Regions from separate parts of the Mus musculus genome. Here region 2 is linked to region 1. The links are chromatin contacts, called in public Hi-C maps. All regions are on one chromosome and are shown on one strand. The core of a region is the stretch at or near the end of the contact, and the rest is flanking DNA. Distances in the headings are between cores, read along the strand shown. Region 1 has its middle 8.8 kb from the start of Atp5mpl. Region 2 overlaps Tdrd9 (tudor domain containing 9).

Evidence for each region. A called contact is a pair of places that touch in the nucleus more often than the background predicts.
Region 2: a Hi-C map of rod photoreceptor shows a contact between it and region 1, with 2.3 times the contacts expected there. The contact joins two enhancer-like sites. A contact is called at or near these places in 3 of 39 promoter capture datasets (hippocampal neurons, liver and pre-B cells), 3 of 15 datasets of contacts at CTCF or cohesin (the G1E-ER4 cell line, large pre-B cells and pro-B cells), 24 of 484 Hi-C or Micro-C datasets (the 63-12 cell line, the C2C12 cell line, the G1E-ER4 cell line and 15 more), 10 of 115 datasets of contacts at active chromatin or transcription factors (the 230-238 cell line, the SCID.adh cell line, cardiomyocytes and 6 more) and 3 of 9 other capture datasets (adipose tissue, embryonic stem cells and pancreatic islet).

The regions. Positions count from the first base shown.
Region 1 is chr12:111,956,835-111,959,683 of GRCm38.p6, reverse strand. No RefSeq gene overlaps it. Among named protein-coding and RNA genes, the nearest start is that of Atp5mpl, 8.8 kb to the left of the region's middle. Within about 2 kb of position 1,348, at least 47 of the 459 cell types and tissues checked have an H3K27ac peak or open chromatin away from gene starts, as enhancers often do. A contact at or near this core is called in rod photoreceptor, where this site is marked.
Region 2 is chr12:111,999,973-112,002,821 of GRCm38.p6, reverse strand. Tdrd9 (tudor domain containing 9) reads right to left here. Exons shown (of 36, transcript NM_029056.1): 8 at 998-1,098. Among named protein-coding and RNA genes, the nearest start is that of Gm46381, 14 kb to the left of the region's middle. Within about 2 kb of position 1,476, at least 2 of the 459 cell types and tissues checked have an H3K27ac peak or open chromatin away from gene starts, as enhancers often do. A contact at or near this core is called in rod photoreceptor, where this site is marked.

The DNA of each region.
Region 1 (2,849 bases), core at 99-2,598:
CAGCTGAGGGGAGGCTTCGCCACCCGAGGCAAGCTGGCCCTCCCCCATCAGTCACTCATTAGAAAACAGGCCTTTTCAGTTATGGTTTACCCCTCCCAGACGAGCTGACAACTATCCAGCGCTGCCCTGGAAGCAGATCTCCTGAGTTTAAGTTCTACCTTACTGAATTTCAAGCCAGCCAGAGTTTCGTGGTCATCACCTGACTCAAAGCAACAATAAAGAACAGAATTGGTGGTTTGCACCAGCTCTTCTCAGCCTGTACTGGTCTTGCGCTTGCCGGACTGGCCAGCAGTAACGACGCTGCAACAGGATCCTTCTGCACACGTTTATTGGGAGAGCTTGATTGCAGAGGCGAAGAGACCCCTGAGCCCAGAACTGGTACTGCTTATATAGGCCTAGGAGAGGCGTGTCTCACACCCGGATTGGTTATGCACTAAGCCTCATTTGCATGTTCCTCGTCTGATTGGCTACTCTCTCTCTGTACCTCACAGAGCCTCATTATCATACCTCATTTGCATGTCTCACATCTGATTGGTTATACTCCCAAAGCCTCATTATCATGCCCGGGCCAGGCAGTGTCTTTGCAAAAAACTTTACTGCATATGTACACATTGGTTGTTTGTCCAAACTTATGCGTGGTGGCCAGCAGTAGTCAGTGCCACTCTGCAACGGCACATGTGGCTTCCCACATACTGGAATCAACTAAAGGCCATTAATGTGGATTTAGGCTCCTGTGTGTGACTTTCCACAGGTCTGGGGAAGAGCTTGACAAATTAATATTTCAAAGTTACCCCCAGATGTGTGTGGTGCTCGAAACTGGGTCTTAGAAAAGGCCAGTCACACTGAAAACAGGCTGTTGACAGTTGCCTCCGTTCATGGATAGCAGCCATCTGCTGTACATATGGCTTAGTGCAGTTGGTTATCACGTGCCAGGCCAGGAAGGATTCAGGGAGCCTGGGCCCATCTAGAGAGGAAGCTGGTTACATCTGCCTTGGAATTGCCCCACACACAGGCTGGCAGCTGCTCTCCCCCCACCCCCTCCCCCCGTTTACTACTAAGTGGTCCTTCAGTTAGAGAAGTGAGAGCAAGTCTATGTGGGGCTGTCTGTAGCTCACTGGGAGCAGGGACACAGGCCTCTAATCTCAGCAGCAGCAAGGCAATTATGAGTGGAAGCCAGCCTTGTTTACTCAGTGAGAGCATGTTTCTTAAAACCATTAACAACAACAAAAGAAAATCCTCAATGTGCCTGTGCAGACCCCACTTGCATTTGCACAGTGGAGAGAATACAGAATCCACCAGGGTTTCAGTAGCTGCAAGTCTTCTACCAAGAGTGGCCTGTAGGTGGAGCCAGAATGTGGCCAAACTGGTTACCATAGTGGCCTTGAGGGCGGAGAGCATAGGTGACAACTGTGCCCGTGGCACTAAGGAACAGTAAGAGAAGGATCACGATTTTGCTGTTTTATGCGTGTATGTATGTTTGAGTGTGTATCATGCGTGCTCATGTGCACACAGAGGCCAGAAGAGGGCATGGGACTAGAGCCAGGAGCTACACAGTATAGGTACTGAAACCAATCCGGGTCCTCTCAAAGAGCAGTAAGCATGCTTATGAGCTGTTTCTCAGCCCCTGTATTCTGGCATTCTGATAAGTGTCACTGAATGGGTGGGCATGGCAGTTAAGTAGATTCAGAGCCAAGTGTGATGTGCTTCTATAGCCCCAACCAACTTGAGAGACCTAGCAAGGAGGGCACAGGTTGGGCCAGCCTGAGCAACGATCTCACTTCCTATCAGTACATTTCCTAGCTCTTGACAAGACAGAACAGTGTTGTTAGTGAGCACATACAAAGCCTGTGACAAGGAAATGAGGCTGGGGCTTCCCACTCCACAGGCCACACCATGTATCTGACTCAGTGTAGCAGCACAGGTTCAGAACTATGGTCCCTACTGCTGCCAGGGCAGAAACTTGATTTAATTTGTACTCCAGGGCTAAGAAGTCTAGAGACAACAGGCCTCAGAGAATTGAACTCCAGGACACTGTTGATTAACCCACTGAGTGAGGGAGAATAAAGTCAAACAACCACCAGGTGGGCTAGAGACTGAAGCACATAGAAACTGTGCAGGCAAATTGAAAATTAAACAAAACTGTAGAGCCAAGCATAGTGGCGCATACCTTTCATCTCAGCACAGTAGGGTAGGCAGATCTGTAGAAAGTGGGCTGAGGGATGGCTCAGTGGTTAAGAGCACTGACTGCTCCTCCAGAGGTTCTGAGTTCAATTCCCAGCAACCGCATGGTGGCTCACAACCATCTGTAATGAGATGCCCTCTTCTGGTGTGTCTGAAAACAGCTACAGTGTACCCATAAAAAGTATAACCAAGAAAGCAAAAGATACTAACCTATTCCAGTGAGATGGAAGTCAGAAGATCAATGGACCAAAATCGATGGACATAAATGCCAGTTCCTTGAGAAGATCAATAAAGGAGGAAACCCCCAGCCTGACTGACAGATAGAGAAGACAGAATGGGCAGATGTCAATACGGGTTTTACAGACATTATAGGGACAAGGACTAAGGTGTGGCTTGGCCTGCCCAAGGCCTGGCTTTAGACCTCAGTGACTGGACACATAGATTGAAAGGACAGTAAGAGAATGCCATGGCTTTGTGCCAATAAAAACTACAGGGTGTAAGAAATGGCCGAGCCCCTTGTAAGAAAGTTCCGTCATTCCAGAGTTCACACCAAGAAAAACCAGGTAACTTTACAGCTGCCAAGATAGCTCAGCGGGCAAAGGCACTTGCCTGGAAGCCTGATGGGCCCGAGTTCATCCATAGAATCCACGTGGTGGAAGGAGCAAACC
Region 2 (2,849 bases), core at 227-2,726, 43 kb before region 1:
AGGAAGGGAAGGCGGGATGGTGGGAGAAAATGAGACAGAAAAGTGTGAGTGCCAGCTTTGGGTTTCATCCTCAAGAGCTCTGCCCACTTTCTTCCAGCCAGGGCCTCTCACTGGCCTGATTCTCACCAGCCAGGCCAGTCTGACACAAGGACCACCTGCCTACACCTTCCCAGTGGAATGACAAGCACACACTGTCACGCCTGGCTTTTTTCCTGTAATTTCTGGGGATCAAACTCAGGTCCTACAAAGCAAGTACTTTACCAAATCTCCCCATCTGTTGATTTAGATTTAGATTTTTTAAACAAAGGATGAAACTGAAATAAAATAACTTTTTACCCAAATAAAAGCTGAGAACATTTACCAACAGAGTCTTTGGAGGGCAGAATTTGGGAACCAAGGTAAGAAGTCCAGATGTGACAAGGATTAATTCAGGGGTATCCCAAGGTCTACAAGAAAAATGTTACCCCAGCCATCTAGCTTTGGTTACTAACGAAGGAGAATACACATCGCCAGTATTTGTTTCTAAAATAATAAATACTATTTATGACAGGCAAACCAGCACTTAGAACCTAAACTATCCTAAAAGGGGGAAAAATCGCAAATTAAAAAAAAAAAAGCTAAAAGAACAAACATCTAAATTGCCTATGGTATGTCCAAAAATAGCCCCAAGAGAACAAAAGCAAGCAGAGAAAGCCGTGTGACTCCTGTGTCTGTGTGAGTCCGTGTGACTACATCCCACTTCTGGCCCAATCTAACTTAAACAACAGTCTTTGCCTTCCGTTAGCAGAAGTTTGCAGAGTGGCCGTGACTGCTGCAAAGGTGTTCACAGCTTTGAGTGGCAGGCAGCACATAGCTGAAACCCTGAAACCTGAAGGCAGGAAGACTACAGCTCAAGCCCAAATGTCTACAGCTTAATATGCAAACACACTCTGCCATCTCGAATGAGGAACCAGTGTTTAAGTTACACAAATGGAGTTGTAGCTGGAGGGACTCTTACCCGCTCTCTTTCATGTCCAGGTCATCGAACATCTGAATGAGAGAGACAGCAACTTCATAGACATCCTTTGTTATCACTGGCTCCTCCAGACGGTAGGGAAGCTGAAAAAATAAAGGAACAGGACAATTAAATAGAGTTGCAGACAAGTGTGGGCGGGGTAAGACCTGCGCTCACACCTTCAGCCATCATTCTAAGAGACCCTAAGTGATGATGGTGATGATGGTGATGATGATACACTACTACTACTACTAATAATAATAATTCCGTTCACAGCCACTCTTGAACACTTGGTGGCAGTGTTCGCTGCCTGGGATCCCTGAGATGCTGATGTTGAAGTCAATGGCAACGTGGATGGAACCTGAGAGTTCAAGCAGAGACTACTTTTAAGGCACTGGACAAACTGCATTAGAGGCCTAGGGAACTCGGATATCAAATCCCTGCCTCTAAAAGCACCGACATCCCAACAGCTACACTCAGGAACTACCAGCAGAGGGCAGTAGCGCGTTTAATCCAGTCATCTCTGGTATTCTCTTTATCTCCTACTCTATCCTAACAGGGATTGATATTCTGTAACGCAATTACTCAAAGACAGAAATGAGGAAAAGCTATGTGCTCCACAACCCCCACCAACCCCACTCAGAAGTCTGCTACAGACAGGCCATGTGGGAAAGGATTCGGCTGAGTCACAGTAACTCTGCTGAGGTCTAGAACTCAAGCCCTCGACACTGTTCTTGTGGGTGTCTGGCCAAGAATCCCTAGGGACCTGGCTGTCTCCAGTTCCCCAGTGCTGAGGATTATGACAGTAAACAACCGTGCCCGTCGAGCCAGCTCAGGTTCTCACATAGTGAGAGGAACACATTAGCACCTGAGCTGTCACTCGGCCCCTAGTTATGCTTTCTAACACAACTCTGACAGGTGACTAGGTCACAGTCGGCTGTGGCCCGTCTGTCTGTGATGTCTAAAGGAAGGCAGAGGCCCACATCCCCTGTACTCTGAGTCAAGTGACTGCACAAGCGTACTGCCACAAAGCCCGAGTGTGAGGGAAGCACCAGTCACCTGGGGCAGTCCTTCTGCCACATCCATGCCCAAGGAGGAAGCTCTGATCCCTACACATGCCACCAAAATGACATGTCAAGTCTGGCCAGGGAGTTCCAGAAAACAAGGAACAAGTTCTTAGGAAAATACATGCATCAAGAGAATGGGTACACATCCAATGGTAGGGACCAATCGGTGGCAGGACAGCTGGGCATCTGAGTTAAGGGGACCTAATGGAGTGCAGAAAGACTGCTGTGAGCTGGGCACAGCGGCATACACTTGTGCCAGCACTTGGGAAAGCAGAGGCAGAAGGAGCAGGGGTTCAAGGTTATCCTTGCCTACACAGCAAGACTGAGGCTAGCCCGGCTACATAAGATTCTGCCTCAGACGAAATGCACTAGTGTGAGAGACTGTACCGAGGATGGGACACCACACTTATGTGTCTGGGTTGGGCATCACCAACATTCTCTGCACAACCCCTAGAGCGCACACTACACTTGTCTAAAGACATTCTAGAGAAGGAAAACAAGCCGAGCACAAAGACATAGGAGGCTCCTGCCGGGGCCATGCAAGGACACCTAAAGTTGGCATCAGCAAAACCAGGAGAGCACTGGGGACTAAAGACGATGACAGTGACAGTGTCAGCTCCCTCAGAAGCCAAGTACACCTAAGGCCCACCTTGCTACATGGTGACAGGAACGAAGGAGCCTGGTAAATACAGGCTGTGCTAAGTGGGGTCAGTAGAGTCACACTAGAAGAGACAAGAGACCTGGGAACTAGAGAAACCGAGATCCCATCCCCAGCCCTACCTACCCTA